2 separate regions of the Sus scrofa genome follow, and region 2 is linked to region 1. A link is a contact called in public targeted proximity ligation data. All regions are on one chromosome and are shown on one strand. The core of a region is the stretch at or near the end of the contact, and the rest is flanking DNA. Distances in the headings are between cores, read along the strand shown.

Evidence for each region.
Region 2: a contact with region 1 is called in a targeted proximity ligation map of alveolar macrophages. A contact is called at or near these places in 1 of 5 promoter capture datasets (fetal skeletal muscle) and 1 of 2 datasets of targeted methods (alveolar macrophages).

Annotation. Positions count from the first base shown.
Region 1 is chr3:32,143,777-32,147,524 of Sscrofa11.1, forward strand. CLEC16A (protein CLEC16A) reads right to left here. Exons shown (of 25, transcript XM_021086617.1): 2 at 1,428-1,556. Among named protein-coding and RNA genes, the nearest start is that of CLEC16A, 13 kb to the right of the region's middle.
Region 2 is chr3:32,322,531-32,325,936 of Sscrofa11.1, forward strand. It overlaps NUBP1 (nucleotide binding protein 1), which reads right to left. Exons shown (of 11, transcript NM_001243382.1): 4 at 866-934. Among named protein-coding and RNA genes, the nearest start is that of NUBP1, 7.6 kb to the right of the region's middle.

The DNA.
Region 1 (3,748 bases), core at 110-2,609:
CGCAGCAGTTTCTCTACATGACAGATGGTACTAAGTTCATTTTAGTAAAGGGGCCATGGTTTCTAATCTTCACCTCAAGGGCCTTTCTCGTTTCCATAAACAGACACCAAACAACCAACCAACAGTATACTCCCCGGGGATCCTTAAAGGCAACCAGTCCCGTTTAGGAGCGACACCCACTTCACGCATGTTTTCCCCTGGGTATCACAGCCGGTGTCACTGGTTTGCCTTCTAGACAATTTGCATTTTCCACAGTATCTCTACCTTAGCTAACCTTACTGATGAAAATACAGAGCTACCAGAAAATCAGGATATCTAATAAGAAGTTGGGCTAGGAGTCAAACACCTCTATTTATTTTAAATTTGTTTTTAAGTGGCCTCAATACTTATCACTGAAATTGTTTTCTATAAAAAGAACATCTGTGTTTGGTGGTTGTCATAACCCCAATTCTTCTGTACTCAGATGTTGGGACAGGTCTGTTGGAAAAAGCAGTTGATGGGCTATGGTCCTTGCTTTTTAACTGTCCAGTAGGGACACCTTTTAAAATTATCGTTTGCTTTTATTTCTTGAGTGCCTATTCGGTACTAGGCACTGGGCAGAGCACTTGCTCTCTCTCATTTAAAGATGAGGAAAGTACAGTGGCCTAAGACTGCTCATCTAGTAAGTACAAGAGTGAGAGAAACCCTTCCATGGGCTCCAGAGCGTGAGCCACTGCTCCACTTACCAGCTATGTGACCTTGAGCATAAACAAGGATGGAGGTGGGGTGACGATGAGGATGGGGACAGGGATGAAGACGGAGATGGGAATGAAGATGGGGATGGGAAGGGGAGGAAGATGGGGATGAGGATGAAGATGGCGACAGAAACGGGATGAAGATGGGGGTGAAGATGGAGTTGGGGATGAAGATGGGGATGAGAATGGGGTTAGGGATGAAGATGAGAATGGGGATAGGGATAAGAATGGGGGTGGGGATGGGGATGGCTACATGGCCTCCACCCTGGAGAAGCTGGAAGACTTAGAAGGATTTATCTCCTAAGAGCTCTGCACTGTGGCCATTCAACAGTAAACACAGCAAAAGCCCTTACTGTCTCCCCCAGGGAAGGGTCTTTTAAGTTGACCAAGAATCTAACTACCCAAGACATTTTCTCCTTCCTTTGGGGAGATAATGAGACATTACTAGGAAAAGTATCCATCACATTTTCAGTTTTTCTGGAGACATTCATTTCCATAACCCTCCCATTTTTAGCTGGCATTTTTACAGTGTTTCAAGGACATTTTATAGAGAGAGACAGAGACGGATATCTGTGCAAGACCAAGCTGGCGTTAAATTGTGACATCACCAGGAATGACTCATGGTACACAGTTAGAAAAATAGTCACGGGAGGAAGAAGAATCAAAAAACAACAAAAAACCAGATGCCCTTACTCAAATACAGAGCTGTCATTCTGATCCCCCCAGATCAGGATCTCGGTGATGGATCGAATGGTCTCCACCAGCAGGTTCCGGTTCTGCTCTGTGACAGTGGTGTTTTTGGTCAAAACATGGTACAGATACCTGAGAGAAAGGAAAGAAAAGAGAGTTCAAGGTTACCAACTGAAATGGAAGCCAGGCTCAGTGACCACTTGTGACATGTGGGGGACAATTAGGCTGTGCTTTTTTCAGATTTGGTTGTGAGCACAATTCCCACTCAGGAGACATGACTCATCACCCAAGGGAAAACAGCAGCCGATGCCTTGAAGGGTTAAATAGCCAGGGACACGTGACTCAAACTGAAGCAAGATCTTCAGCTTTTCAAGACAGCCATCCTCAGACTGAGAGCTGGACAAATGGGCTGCAGACCCCCGGAGACTCAGACCCGGCAGAACTAAGGGTAGACCAGGCACCGCCGGCCTTCTCCACACTCTCGCAGGCGATTCCCGCGTCGGGGAGCAGGTGGAGGTGCAGGGCTCAGCCCAGGAGCCTGACGCACAACCGGGCAGATACAGGGATGACAGGTGGAGTCAGAGACCCGGGATGGGGGTCCCGGAGCTGAGGGCAAAATCATGTGCACTCGTGCTCACCTTTGAATGGCCCATAACCCCCCGTGATGTGCAGAATGCCCATCAGGACTGAGGGCTCAAATGACACAGGTGGCGCCAAACTTATTTGCTGAGCACAGACTAATGCAAAATGGGTTTGGGAGGCAAGGGCTACGTCCCTCACCCACCCAAACATGCCTGGAAGGCCTCGCTGCTTCAGATCTGTGCCAGCTGCTGGAGCAGAGACAAAGGCCTGGCCCAGCCCTCAAGGCCCTCTGCCACTGGTGAGGCCACCGCAGGAATCACAGAGGCCAGTCCTGAGTGGTGTGGGACTAGCTAACTAGCCAGTGCCCACAGGGTGCCAACTGGCGCAGCTTTTAAGAGACAATGTCTCCAGACTAAGGCGACTTCAGCTGTCATGGCATGGGAAGGAAAAGGGGACAGCAAGAGGGACTGACTCAGCAACAGTCACCTCCTGACTTCTGGTCACTTCAGTTGGGGGGTGAGGGCTGGTGACGGCAAGGTAGGGAAAGGTTAGATAGGTCGCAAATCTCTAAAAATGGGTAGGACGTGTAGAGGTGGAACCTTGCAAATGGAACAACAGGGAACGATCTGCTGCTTTCGGGGGCTGGGTTTTATTTATTAGTATTTTCGATCTTCGTTATACTTTAAAGATATGGTATAATTCGTCACTGAATCATTTAATTAATCTAATTAAAAACTGCATCAACTCTGTTTTTGTTTTTTGGGTTTTTGGGGGGTTTTGTTTTTGTTTTTTTGCTTGTTAGGGCTGCACCCGTAGCATATGGAAGTTCCCAGGCTAGGGGTGGAATCAGAGCTGCAGCCGGCCTACACCACAGGCACAGCAATGCCAGATCCGAGCCGAGTCTGTGACCTACATCACAGCTCATGGCAACGCCGGATCCTTAACCCACTGAGTGAGGCCAGGGATCAAACCCACAACCTCAAGGTTACTAGTTGGATTGTTTATGCTGCATCACAACAGGAACCCCACAACTGCATCAACTCTGAACATGCAATGCTAGTACAGCTCTCTCCAAACAGAGACGTCCAGCGCCTGTGCCCAGGTCCACCGGCAGAGCCGCTCGAGGGAGTGCAGCCAGCAGTGCTCTGTGATTAGGTCACCCCCGGCACTGACTGCCCTGGGATGACTCCAGGGGGATCCACTGGTGAATCTATGTCTCCACCTCACCTCACCTGCCTCTTCCCCAGAAGCCCCCAAGAGCAGACTTTTTCAAATTGTGATTCACAGGCCTCCTGCGTCAGAATCCCCTGCTGAAGCGACAGACTCTGGCTCCTCACTCCGGACCCCCATGGGCCCTGCACCCATCTAAGCCCCGCAAATCTTCAAATCTGCTGTTTGAAGGGGCTCCTGCTCTAGTTTCAGACCACGGCATCACTCACGCCATGGGCATCAGTGACCATGCAGTGCGTGGTATGTCCCACAGCCGCTGTGACAGGCGCTGTTGGTGGTGTGGGGAGAGGCAGAGTCTCCCCACTCTGCATTTCCTTCTGTGGAGAGAACAACCTCCATCAGCGCCCCAGACCACACTCCTGGCCCAGGGGGAGGCCTGCTCTGAAGACCCCCAAGAGGGACGGGAGAGTTTAAAATCTTCAGGAGCAGCCCTGACTTCTATTCACTGTGCTTTCTGCCCAGAAAGCCTGTGCTGCCCTGACCAAGTGGCAAACTTACTCGTATGTCAAAAC
Region 2 (3,406 bases), core at 586-3,085, 180 kb after region 1:
CCCTGTGAGCAGCTCCCCCTGCCCCACCCTTCTGTCCCCTCACTCTGCTCAGCGTCCTATTATCTATCGCCTGCCCCTCCCACGACAGCAGAGTCTATATCTGTCTTGCTGGCCTCTGAACCCAGCACGCAGTAAAGAAAGAACCAATCTTTTTTTTTGTTTTTTTTTTTGTTTTTCGCTGCCCCGAGGCATATAGAGTTCCCCAGTCAGGGATCAGATCAGAGCCGCAGTTGTGATCTAAGCCACAGCTGCAACAATGCCAATCCTTAACCTATTGCGCTGGACAGGGGTTCAAACCCCCGTCCCAGGGCTCCTAAGACACCGCCGATCCCCTTGCACCACAGCGGGAACACCAGAGAATGAACACATCTTGACAGCCTTGCCCTCTGGCCTTGTGTCAGTGCCCCCCAGAGAGCCCCTCTAGGTCAGCTCCGTGCCACCTAGAAGGGAGACCTGCTGCTCTGCCCCCACCTGTGTCACTAGCCTGCCCTGCCGTCTCACTTGCCCTCCAGTGACCGCAAGGGCCGAGCTATCCCCTTGAGTCCAGGGTGCAGCCCTCTGGCGAGCCCTGGCCTAGCCTCCCCAGGCTGCGCCAGGCTTCCGAGTCTGACTTGTGCATTTGCATGCTGTTTCCCTTCCCCTCTGCGAAGGCCTGGAAACGAACACTTCTCAGACAGTCTGGATGAACTTAAGTGTGATCCTGCCCCCTCCGAACTCACGGCCATGGTTCAGGTAGACAGGGGGACCAGTGAGCATTTACCCAATGGCATCTCATCCAGGTAAAAGCCCTTGGCAGAGGGTTAGCAGCTCCGGGCTACAGCTGCGGGGAAAAAAGCCCCGCCACGTTTTTTCACGAAGCCATTACCTGTTCTCCCTCCAGTCCCATGATCTTGGGGATCGACGGCCCGCAGATGTCAATGTCTAGGAGAGCCACCTGGGGGACGAGAAGAGACAGAGCAGGGGGTGACTGGGCGCAGAGTCCCTGGACGGGGTTCCAAGGAAAGGAGGGCAGGAGAGGATGCAGGAAGCTGGGTCAAACCGGGACCAGATGACCTCACGAGGGAGTCAGGCTGACCTTCCGGGCCCAGGAGACACAGCCTCGACTCCTGATGAGAACTTGGCAAAGGACCTCGACACCCCCAGCCCCCCCAGCTGCCCTGAGTCTGCCCTGTTGCCAGGGGGATCTTATGGGTGTCAGGTCCCTTCAAGATTCAGGTCCAGGCACTGTCTACTTGGCCCTTAACCCTGTGCTGGTGTGTATGTGTGTGTGTGTGCAAAGATCACTATCCCTGCTTCACAGAAGAGGAAACGGAGGTTCAGAGAGGCCCAGAGGCTTGTTCAATGAGCAGGGAGCAGAGCTGGGGCATGAACCAAAGTCTCCAGACTCCAGCACCAGGGCTCTTCCCGCGAGCCTTGGGGCCTGGCGAGGGCCAAAGTGGATCCTCAGCTGGGCTCGGACCAAGCTCCGTTTTCCTTTGATGCTAAAGGTTAACAATGACTTGGCCTCCACTTCCAAAAAAAGAAGCCAAACCTGAGGACAGCTACCCGAGTTCTGTGCTGGTTAACATGGGGCGTGGATGACTCCTTCTACCCCAAACGCCCTGCTCTCCAGGCGGGAAAAATGAAAGGGTCTGGGACAGCCTTCAGCTGTGTTCATCCTGAACGCTCTCCCGTCTGAGATCCAAAGTACAGCAGGTCTGGGTAGCTTTTTAACTGCCCTCAATTCGTTTCTGGCTTCCTTCAGGCCTCTCAGAAACCCTGACCTCCCGCGGTCCTCACAGGACCTCACAGCGTGGTCAGGAGGGCGGCTCATCCTTCCGATCCCTGCTGGCCTCGCACGCCCCCTGCTGGACCCCGGGAAGAGTGCAGCAGAACCAGGCTCATCCTCTAGACCCACGTCCTAGGCCTGGCAGATGCTTTAGGCGGATGCGTGTTGAGGATCCAGCGTCTTACATCAGAGCCCCACGACCTGGGAAATTACACCACCACTGCGACACTAACGAGACCCTTCATCAACACTCTCAGGTCTCTAGCCCCTCAGTCTAGAAAGTCTCTCTCGTGGGGCCACTTTAATCAGTTTCCTTTTGAGGACACCCCCCCTCCTGCCACCTTGGCCACCGACGCCCCATGACCAAGGGGATATCTTGGGCAAAGTGATGCAAGAAACAATCACGTGCTCGCATCCCCGTGGTGGGACCCGAAAAGGCCGCGGCACATTCCTGCTACCCCCACTCTCTCAGTGGCCGTGTGCCATCCCCTTCAGACTCCCTGCTGATCCTGCCGCTGCCCCGTCCGACGCATTCCCTTTCTGCTCCAGGGAAGCCAGAGAACCTTAGAGACCCCTAGCTGGGAGACACGTGCCTGCATTAATCCTCACAGACTCTCTGTGGAAGGTGCCAGAAGCCTGATGAGAAGAGGAAGCCCAGCCACACCTCTTCCCAGCCAGAAAATGGTTGAACAGGTGTGGCAGGGCTGTCAGGATCCACGTTTCCCTACCCAGCGCCCCATGCTTCCCCTTGAGAGGTCACTGGAAGCGGCCTCTCATCTTAATTCTAGGCGCTCCGAGGCGTGTCACTTGGCACAGGAGCCCTCTCCTGCCAGCTCTGTCTGAGCTGCTCATCTATGAAGCCAGTGTTTCAGGAGGTCATTAGGCCCCTTCCAGCGCTCAAGTCTACAAGCCCTGAAGCCCCCAGTGTGACTCTTTCAGTGACGGTGAGCCTTTCAGATCACAGGCGGGAGGGTCAGCTGTAACTTTCGGGAGCTGCTCTTGCAGCGGAAAGAAGGCATGGGATGCTGGGTCATCTCCAGGCTCAGGTCAACACCGCGCAGGCTCCTCTTTTCACCCCAACCTGCACACTCCCCGGCCTGCCTGCGAGCAGTCAGGGGCTACCCTGTGACTCGAGGCCCCTTATGAACTGTCAGACACCCGCCAGCCTGAGCACTGCCATGGAACAGCCTTGCTGGGAGTGGGTAATGAACCGTCACCAGGTGGCAGGAGAAAAGGACGGGTGGTCGGTACCATCCCACTGAATGTAGGGTGCGCGCGCATGCCACTTGGCTTTAATTAGCAAGACCCTCCATGTGAGCTCTGTGCCTACCCCGGGTGCCCCCGGCAGACAGTGATAGTTTCTGTCCTGAGCAGGTATTCGGGGAAGATACACTTTCGTGCATGCTGACGTTTCTGTTAAACACCAGCGCCCAAAGACACCCAGCTCCTCTAGCCTGTCTCCAGCAGGCCGTGTGCCCCCCTCAGTGTGCTGCAGTCAGGACGTGCGCACAGTAGGGCTTTAGGACATAATTACACGGAAGCACATGGGTCTGTGTAAACAGCTTCAGATTCCAAGCGGCTCCTTGCAGCCGACCCAGTTAAAGAGCATCTCCAGCTGTTTAAGAAGATGCCTGACAG